2 separate regions of the Mus musculus genome follow, and region 2 is linked to region 1. A link is a contact called in public HiCAR-type data. All regions are on one chromosome and are shown on one strand. The core of a region is the stretch at or near the end of the contact, and the rest is flanking DNA. Distances in the headings are between cores, read along the strand shown. Region 1 holds the start of Zfp879 (zinc finger protein 879). Region 2 holds the start of Ltc4s (leukotriene C4 synthase).

The links. HiCAR-type assays count read pairs that join an accessible place to other places.
Region 2: a contact with region 1 is called in a HiCAR-type map of astrocytes, with 2.7 times the contacts expected there. The contact joins the promoter of Ltc4s here to the promoter of Zfp879 in region 1. A contact is called at or near these places in 1 of 484 Hi-C or Micro-C datasets (CD4 T cells) and 1 of 115 datasets of contacts at active chromatin or transcription factors (astrocytes).

What each region holds. Positions count from the first base shown.
Region 1 is chr11:50,838,459-50,843,612 of GRCm38.p6, forward strand. It overlaps Zfp879 (zinc finger protein 879), which reads right to left and starts at 3,094. Exons shown (of 5, transcript NM_173387.3): 1 at 2,912-3,094; 2 at 2,068-2,132; 3 at 1-78. The coding sequence starts at 2,100.
Region 2 is chr11:50,236,328-50,241,481 of GRCm38.p6, forward strand. Ltc4s (leukotriene C4 synthase) reads right to left here and starts at 2,205. Exons shown (of 5, transcript NM_008521.2): 1 at 2,051-2,205; 2 at 1,014-1,113; 3 at 867-937; 4 at 690-771; 5 at 134-385. The coding sequence starts at 2,108. The coding sequence ends at 244.

The DNA.
Region 1 (5,154 bases), core at 1,844-4,343:
GGTTCTCTGAGCAGGGTCCAGGTGCAACCACTCATCCTGGCTGAAGGACACGGCCACATCCCTGAACGTCACAGGCTCCTGGAACAGCAAACCCATTCCTGCTTACCCCAGACCATGCCCACAGGTAGCCTGACCGAGAAGCAATCCTGTGAGCGTGTTGAGTGTTTCAAACCAAGCAAGTATTTCTGGACATCACCTTCATTCTCCAGCATAAATTCACATATACAATCGGTGATACTGTGCCCTCAGAAAGCTCATATACAGCACCCTTGTCTTAGTTAGGGTTTCTATTGCTGTAATGAATATGACCATGACCAAAAGGCAAGTTGGGGAGGAAAGGGTTTATTTGGCTTACACTTCCACAGCTCTGTTCATCATTGATGGAAGTCAGGACAGGAACTAAAACAGTGGAGGATCCTGGAGGCAGGAGCTGATGTAGAGGCCATGGAGGGGTGCTGCCTACCGGCTTGCTTCCCACGGTTTGCTGAGCCTGCTTTCTTATAGAACCCATGACCTTCAGCCCAGGATGAACTGCCCACAAGGGGTTGGTCTTCCCTTATTAATAACTAATTAAGAAAATGCCTTACAACTAGATCTTATACTGGCATTTTTCAATTGAGGTTCTCTCCTTTCAGATAACTCTAGTTTGTATGTCAAGTTGACATAAGACGAGCCACCACAACCTTACAAGAGGACACTCGGAATCATGAAACAAAATCAGGAAGACAGAGCTTGGAACCTGAGACTAAGAAATGTACTCGTCACCAAAAAAGAGGGGGTGTGCTGGTTTCCATGTCTGTAATACTCTGCAAATCATGGGCTGGGCCTCCATGGACAACATTCGCAGTGTTTTTACAGTGGAAACGCTAGGAACCTGCTCCTTCTTTAGCATGCCGAAGACACATTTCTATGACCCCAAGCTGGTCACCAAGCTCGGCATCTTTCCTGCTCTGTAAAAGGGCCAACGTAAATTAATTATTTGACTCTCATGGGAAATGAATGCAGAGACAGTCTGCACATCTGTTTCTTTGCAGTGCTGGGAGTAAGGCTCTGGGTTTCAGAGCCTTCAGCTAGGAAAGTTAGGAAAGTGCTAGATCTATGAGCAGCATCCCAGCACCTCTCTCTCTCTCTCTCTCTCTCTCTCTCTCTCTCTCTCTCTCTCTCTCTGTCTCTCTCTCTGCCAGGCTTGCCAGTGAGTCCCAGAGATGCACCTGCCTCTTCCTCTCAAATGCTGGGATGACAAACATTACCATCACTCATGGCTTTTTCACTTGATATCTACTATGCCTTGATTCAAACTTAGGTCCTCGGACTTGCATGGCAAATATATATTACCAACTGAACCATCTTTCCAGTGAGCGTGTGAATCTTCTTAGTGGCTAAGTCATTTGTTAGTCTCAACTCAGAAGGAACTGGTAACCCACGTCTTTCCTTGAGTAGAATCGCGACAGATGCTAATGTAATAGCCTTTAGATTAAGAAGGCTAAAACTCCCTGGGATCTTTTCAAAAAGCTCAGCCAAGCAAGCACCAAAGGAGTACTGCTTGCAGCACGCAGAACTGTGCATGGGGACAGGTCTAAATAAACAAGAATTAAATCAGTTTCTGTGCTCTGTTTCTGCATTTACGGTACATAACCTTTTCCTTCTGTTCCTTTGAATATAGCCCAGAATCACTTCTAGAGATGAGGAGGAAGTTAGATCTGGGTGTGAAGGTAGGGGCTGGTATAGGGACAAAGCTCTATTGTTTAAGCTTAGCTTTATGGCAACATGGGGAATGAGGCTGATGAGCATTGATGAGACAAGTGATAATGAGACCAGTCCTACAATCAGTCATAAGACCTCAAGTAGGTTAACATATTGGGAGGGAGGGGTTAAGCTTTCCACTAGTCAAAAGGTATAAGTGGAAAAAGATATTTTAAAAAGCTGTACTGACAGCCTTTGGCCTGATTCCATCTCCTCTGCCTGTATAAGGAAGCCCAGAGAAGCTCAAGAAAGAATAAAATAAATCCCGCCCCCGTCCCGCTGCAGCCCAAAGGCAGCTCAAAAACAGAAGTGGCCTTTACTCACCTGAACCTGGGCTGGCAGCAACCTCGTGGTCATTTTCTCCCTCTGTAGCTCCTCCTGAGAAGACCCTTGAGGCAGAGAAAGAAACTCTGAGGTCTACTCATCCTGGCTGCCCTCCAGCCCTCACTGGGCCACACCAGGCTAGAAAACACCTGCTGGGTAGCTGCACAACCCAACCTCCCCAAGCGACAGGGAACCCAAGCGACAGGGAACCTGGGCAGGAGTACCAAGTATAAGCACACTGTCAACGGGCCTATGACCTTTTCACTTGAGGTTATGAATAAAGATGAACTGAACTAAACAGTCGCAGCTATCAAATTCATTATTAACAAGGTAAAGGGCACCGTTGTGTGCAACTCCCGGAGGTAAGGAAAAAGCACAAATATTCCACATATCTGCACTTGGACATTGCAAGTGAAAGACACACCTGCAGAATGCATGCCCTTTGCAGACTCCACCAACTAGAAGTTAGTCCACTCTTCCTCATGGGCCTTCGCCTCTGGTCCAAAGTATTACCAAAGTCACTTAAATTAACAAGAACAGACACACACACACCCAAGCTAGAACTAGCAGCACTAGCCAGAACTCAATTTACATTTTAGAGAAAAAGGGGGTGGAGGACAGCTCCTGTAGAGGGAATGATATTAACACGTTCTGGGCTCCGTGCCCAGCATCGTTCTGCTCCTTTCCAACAGTAAAACCTTAGAGCAAAGGCACAAGTGGAAAAAATGGACTGTGGAATTCAGTTAAGATACTGTCCAGCACCGAAGACTGACAGAAACTAAGTTTCACCTCCAGGATTGAAAGCCTACAGGCGATCTGCTCAAGGCCGACTTGACTAGCTAACCTGAAGCCGGAGGCTTCTTTGACCGCTGTTCGGGCAGCAGAACCTGGAGTCAGGGCCCGAGGCCCTCACCAGCAGCTGAGGCCTCTGCGTGCTTCCGCCAGGCTCTCAGCCCTGGCCCGCAGGTTCCCGGCCGTTCCAGCTCTGCCAGAAAACCCAGAAAGCTCAATGCCCAGAGCGGGTAAGACTAGGCTCAACTGCGCGTGCGCGCGAGCCACCTGGTTTCCACTGTGGACTACATTTCCCAGAAGGCACTGTGACACTCCTACCCACCCTGTATGGTGCAGAGTGGGACACAGGCGCCTAAAGACTGAGAATCAACTTTTCAGTTGCCACCAGCTTTCAGGTTTCTGTGCAGGCTTCATTCATAATTACAATGGTAATACTACTAAAGAGGAAAAAGTGAGTGTGCATTAAAATGTTGAAGAATAAGGCTCTGACTGCTTAGTTTCAGATAGCGAAAGGACTGTCCTCTTTCATTTTTTAATAGAAAATTATGCTTTTTCTAGGCTACAAAAGATACATAACATACACAATTTTTCATTGCTGGCTCATACTTTGTATTAAGCAAAAAACTGCCATATTAGTCATTACTGTCATGGACAACTCAGATTTTCAGGGGAAGCAAACAGGTAGAAATAATTTATTCATTACTTAAGTTGGAAATGTCTGTTTTTTACAAAAATTTTTTCCTGTCTTTGTCCACTGTAAAAGTTCTGAAGAATGATTATTCGGTCTCAACAAGATACAAATTATGTTCTCTAGGTAGCAATTAACACAAGGAACGCCTTGAGGTATGGGAGGGGTGAGGAAGCTCACAAGATAGACCCTGGTGCCTGGAAGGAAGACAGCCAACTAAAGGTCATATCACAGTGTCCCGGGAACCAACTTGAAGGGCTTCTGCTGTACAAATGTGGGAGAATTTCATCGTCAGAAGGCTCTGCAAAGGTCTGAAAGTCACCGAACTCTGTAAGATTCTATCCTGCTTCTATTCCTGTCAAAATATACCAGAAGGAATGGAACTACCCCCTCCAAAAAATAAATAAACAAACAAACCACCAAACCACGCACAGACAAAGCATTCAATACACATGCTAAAACATACCACTTTAGTTTAAGGACTATAGTGATTCCACACTAGGTAAGGTGCTTTCTGTAGGCTTTTAGTTAATAGTTTTGTCAAGCTAAAGAAGATCTCCAGATGGCTAAACTTTTAAATCATGAATGAAGTAGATATTACCAAATTGCTTTTTCAGCATCCATTTAGATAATCATGTTTTTTGCCTTTAATCTGTTAATGTAGTGAATTACAGAAATACATTTCCTAAATCATTACATCCCCCAAATCGTTAATCTGCTAAAGTACATCTCTGGCTCAAACAAGACTGGTTGTGACAGGTTTGTCTCTGTCAGTTTGTGACTGTTGGGCTGGCTCTTCCTACCCCTCTGCTTCTTGGTTTGGCCTGAACATTAATTTTATTTTATTTTTTTAATTTTACCTACAATCAATTTCACAATGTGTGTTGTCATTTTCTCCTATTGTGTGATATTTTGTGAACAGAGAAATTCCTTTGCAACATAACTGAGTATCATGGGTTAGTTTTTTCTTCAGTAGAAGGCTTCACATGGGTCTTTTCTGCTCTGAGTGAGAGCAGCTCAATGCTGTGAGCTGACACAGCAGACTGCAATACAACCTGTTGTGTTTTATAAAAAGATAAGGAGGAATGAAATCTGTTTGGTGGATGTGTGGTCAGGTGTGGGGAAAGGGGGTGCCTCCACGGGCCCATGCTGAGGCTTTCCTTCCCCGTGAAGGACCAGCCTCAGGACAGTATGTTATAGAATAGAGTTTATTCAGGGCATGAGGAGGGGAGTTGAGAGAAAGGCAGAGAGAGAGAGAGAGAGAGAGAGAGAGAGAGAGAGAGAATATATAGAGGAGTAGAGGCTGACCATGAGCACAGGGAGAGAGGGGGAGAGGGGAATGGGGAGGGAGAATAAGGAACAGGAGCAAGAGAGCAAGAACAAGAGAGACAAGAGAAGGCAAGCTGCCCCTGTTATAGTGAGTCAGGCATACCTGGCTATTGCCAGGTAACTGTGGGGCGGATCCCAGACTAAATGCCAACACAACCAGAGGAAGGGGAGATGTGTTTGGTGTTCCTTCGTCTCCCTCAGCACACTGTGTGTGCCTGTTCTCTGAAAAATGCTCTGGCCATTTCTTTTTAACTCCTCCGTGCTGAACTGGAACCCAG
Region 2 (5,154 bases), core at 955-3,454, 600 kb before region 1:
AAGACAGTACAGTGATAAGAACGAATCCAAGCCTGCCTATGCTGGCCTATCCAAGCCTCCCAAAGCCTGGCTGCATCTGTCTGGGGTTTGGGCTCTCCAAGCTGCGGTAAGCGACCCTCTCAGACCCAGAGAATGCAGACGGAACCGTCGTGGGAACTTTAATTAAAAACTGGGATTCGGGGGCGGGCACCCCAGCGTTTTGTTCGAAGATCTCCAGTTCTGCTGATTCGGAGGGCCTTCGCCTCAGGCCATCGGCAGGAGCATCTGGAGCCATCTGAAGAGCGCAGTCCGTAGCGTGCCGGGGAGGAAGTGGACTAGCAAGCCCAGTGCAGCCATCGCCACCAGCAGCCAGAGTGCGCGCGCGCTCGCGTATAGGGGAGTCAGCCTGCGGGTGGCGCTCAGCGGGAGCGGAGCCAAGCCCCCCCCGCCTCCACACAAGGCCCCGCCCCCTCCATGCTAGGACTGCCCCCAGGCCTAGGCCCTCCCCCTCCAGACTAGGCCTGCCCCGCAGGCTCAAGCCCCTCCCACTCCGGGCTACACCGGCTCGCTAGGGCTAGGTCCGCCCACCCGCTGTCCCCAGATCTCTTTCCATGGGTCCCCTGTGGCCGATCGCCGCCTCCCACCCTTTGAGCGGCGTTGGGGAGCGACCCTCCCCTGCAGTGCTTTCCCGGAAGTCCGGCCAGAGTTACCTGAGTTGCGCTGAGCGCGCGTATCCCTGGAAATAGCGGAGGCGCGCGAACAGGTAGAACAGTCCGCACAGGGCTGCGGCTCCTGCGAGAGTCGATGCAAGGCGACGCGGTGAGCACGAGCTCCCGCCATCCGGGATCACCCCCACCCCCGAAGTGTGCCCCCACGCTGCCCCGCACCTTCGTGGAAGAAGATGCCGGCGACCCAGAGTGTGGCGAGGAACAGCGGAAAGTACTCGCTGCAGTTTACCCTGCGAGGGGTAGGCTGGGTGAGCGCGTGGTTCACCTTGGCTGACACCCGAACCCGCCCGGACCCGCCGCGCTCACTGGGCTCGGAAGACGCGCTCGAACTCGGGAGGGCCAGAGGTGAGCGGCGGCGACACGTGGAAAGCCCTTCGTGCAGAGATCACCTGTAGGGAGAAGTAGGCTGCGGCCGTGGGGGTGTGGGAGTCAGGTGTGGTGCTCCGCAGATCTGGAGCGGGATCCGTCCCTTAGTTCCCCTCTCCTTGCCTCTCACTGAGCGACTCTCTTCTAATGCCCTTCTCCCACCTGCCCCATCAGTGGTGTTCAATGGAGAGGCCCTGTAGGCCTGAGGGTTGATTGACTAGGGTGATGCGCGGCTGAAACACCTGCCGGTGGGAGGAACCTTAGAAGACTTTACTCCTGAACGATTTGACTTGCAAAGCACAGGCAAATGCCTACCTCCCGTTCTGCAGGTCTGGACCCCCTGCGTAGGCAATGGACCAGGGCAAAATTGGCTGTATTCTTTAAGGAACAAGGAAGCACACGTTCTGTGGCTAAGGGACCCTGGTTTCCCCTCTACAGAATCAGCCAGAAGGGACTCTGCCACAAGCCAGAGTCAGTCTAGCTTGGGTCTCAGTACCACCACACAATAGCATAAATTCTTGTCTCAGTTTCTGTTTAGACATCATGGACCCAGCCTTAAATCTGGCAGATACTGTGCTCCAGATGCGTGGAGTTGGGACTCTCCCAACCTAAGCCCATAGCTATTCCACTAGTCACTGTATTGCACTCCCAAACAGATACCAGCTCCCACCACAAGGCAGGCACCTCAAGTGGCCCCTCAGCAGGGTGGCCATCCTTCACCTGGTCCTCCCCTGTAGACACTCCTTAGAGAGTGTCTATACCTGCTCCAGGGAAGTGGGGACTTCTCAGCTGGAACTTTGGCCCTCCAACAGTTCTTGAATTGCTTGGACCTTGGTACCAGGAGGCTAGCCTAGAAGCCTCCTGTCCTTCTCCTGAGCCTGGGCCTGCCAGCACCCCAATTCCCTACCCCAGGAGCCTGAAGAGAGCAGACTACAGGATGTAAGATCCACCCACCTCCCAGACAGGAGCCAGCCCACCTTGCAACAGAACTCCCACGAGGGTGACGGTAGCCAGAAGAGCCACTTCGTCCTTCATGTTGCCAGCCACAGGCAGAATTAGCTTTGGTGTTCTTCTTATCGCCCAGTGTGCTACTCAGACGCTGGCCCAGGAGAGGAAGAGCCTCGGCGCTCTCCACCCCTTTGCAGTAGAGGCGGGGAGGGGTGGGGATATGACTGTATCCACAAAGGCAGGGAGCCTGGCCAGGCTGGGAAGGTAGAAACCAGTGCTGTGGACAGCTTGACCACTTCCTTCCAGTTGTTCCTGGCCTTTCCGTGCTTAGTCCTGTGGTGGCGGAACTCATGCTGCTCACCCAGGCTCCCTCTGACTGCTCACCCATGCCCCCTCTAGCCTTGTGTGTTTCCAGCTACCATATCATCTAGACCCTGCATCCTTGGTAGTTTCCCACTGGCCTTTCAGACTTCCCCTTCATCCAGGGTTTACCCTAGGCTCTGGGCTCCTGGACTCCCACCCCTGACTTCCCCTACCCCAGTGATGACTGGGTCTGTATTCCCATCCAGGGCTACTCTGTAATGTCTAGTGCTGACACACCCTTCCCAACTCCCTATGGCTTCATAATGTCCAGGTGTCCCCAGCCACAATGGACCTACCCATGTTCTTCTTCCTCCTTGGCATCCTGAGGCCCATCCCCCTCAGAGCCCCAAAGGCTCATGAATGATATTTTTTATCCTTGGTTATGGGGAAATACTTGTCTCTAGGCTGGTGTATTTGCCCAGCATCCTACTTGGCTCCAGGCACTGACCCTTCCCTTCCTTAGCCTAGTCCTTTCCACACCAGACAAAGCTGACAACTCCCCACCACTGCCACACTTGTGGTGTAGTCATGTGTGCCGATGTTGACAGAAGAGAGACCCAGTTCTGGAAACTTCCATTAGCAGTCTGGGAAAGGAAGCTTAAGAGTACAGAAGCTGAGAAACTCTTGTTGTCGAGCCCTGGGGGCCACCTTGTGTGGTGTGTGCTCCTGGACTGTTCTTCCTTGTGAAATAGCCACTTCTCTTTTCCGATGAAGCTGGTTTGAGGTAGATTTGGTCAGCAGTGGCAAAATCCAGATCCATCTGGAAGAGTGGACGGAGCCATAGGTGAAGGGCGTGAACCAGCACAGGACAGGAGAGGAGCGTGTACTGGGGAACTAACAGGTCCTAGGCCACACTCCTGTCCCTGCAGCCAGCTTGGCCATATCATGGGTGTCATAAGACAGGGTCACCCTTGGGAGCTTCTGCTTCCCCACAGCCAGCCTCCGTCCTCGTTGCCTGAGGCCTTGGTCCCTGTGGACTCCCCAGAACCCCTTCGGTCTCTTTGTTCATTATTGCCCTCAGAAGATCTGAGGCCTACCTGCTGGGGCTCTGCAGGTTTCTCAAGATCACAGTTGGGTCAACGCTGGTCCTTGCATTACACCAACGTGTAATAGCAGTAGCTGGTGCTCTGAACTCAAGGAATGGTCAGGACACAGGCGTTCCAGGGCAAGATGGGCCTGCACCATGCCAATGCTTGGGTTCCAAACTTCAGGAGGCTGCAGTTGGGGCAGCTTCCGGGAGGGAAGGCATTGAAAAGGCAGAACAGGGCTGGTGAGATGGCTCAGTGGGTAAGAGCACCCGACTGCTATCTGAAGGTCCAGAGTTCAAATCCCAGCAACCACATGGTGGCTCACAACCATCCGTAACGAGATCTGACTCCCTCTTCTGGTGTGTCTGAGGACAGCTACAGTGTACTTACATATAATAATAAATGAGTCTTTAAAAAAAAAAAAAAAAAAAAGAAAAGGCAGAACATAGGATACAGGCAGGCCATGCTCCTATATGCCCATGTGGATAGTGTGCCTGTCTGCGTGCCTGTCAGCAAATGAACATCTCTGCGTGTCTCTGCGGTGAGCGTGGGTGCTCGCCGGTGCAGGCTACAGACAAGTCTATGTCTTGTGTTACTTCAGGCTCTGCTCTGCCAACCTTACATTTCCTCTCAGGCCCATGTGTCCTCCCATCAAAGTTCATTCTCTCTGGCCTGGCCACAGGAAACAGAGGCTTGATATCAGCAACTTCTCAGGAAGTCCCTGAGCAGATGTTCAGGGCAGGGACAAGGGGCTTGGTCTTTGACTCCCTCCCTGCATCCTTTGATTCTTCTCCTTGTACTTGGTTTGCCTAGCTTCTAAGGGCTCCACTGGACCTGCCCACCCTCTGACCAAAGAGCCAGTCCTGCAGGCACCAGCATCTTCTTCCCTGAGCTCTGCATGGTATACCTTTGCTGGCTCAATCCTTAAATGGCTCTGAGGAACCTTCTGGATGCTGAGTTCATGGTTAAACTCTGACCCGGTGGAAAGGTCAGTGGACCATGAGGGTAGAGAGAAAACATTGCTACTGTACTGGACATCAGCCACAGTGCACTGTCAGGCCCTTGACTCTAAGCTGTAAGTAAAAGGTATATTGTGTGCCCATGATCCCTGCACATAGGAGGCTGGGGCAGGAGGATGGAGAGTCTTAGGCCAGCCTGGGCTACATAAGAGGCCTGCTTCTATTTTAGACTCATTAAAAAAAAAAACAAAAAAACAAAAAAAACAGCAGGGAAGAATTCCCATAGGGCCAGGCAGTGGTGGCGCAGGCCTTTAATCCCAGCTCTCAGGAGGCAGAGGCAGGCAGAGCTCTGAGTTCAAGGCCAGCCTGGGCTACAGAGCAAGTTCCAGAGTAGCCAGGGCTACATAGAGAAACCCTGTCTCAAAAAACCAATCAAGTACATTTCCCACATGCCAATCCCTAGCTTCCTCCAGTGTTAATTATCTTGTATAGCCAGAATATGGGCCTGCAAACCCACACATTAGCACAGACAGAATGCCATCCGGCCATTTACAGATCTTACTCATCTTCCAATTGTCCCCTCAAATAGTACCAAGGGCTCAAAAAAGATGTTACATTGTGTCAGACACACGAAGCCACATATCGTTTGATTCTATAAACACAAAGTGGCCAGAAAAGGCAAATTGTACTATAGAAGGTGAAAAATGCATTCTGTGATTAGCTGGTGCTGAGAGCATTGGGGTGACTCTATGTTCAGTGTGTGAGGTACTGGAGATTGAATTT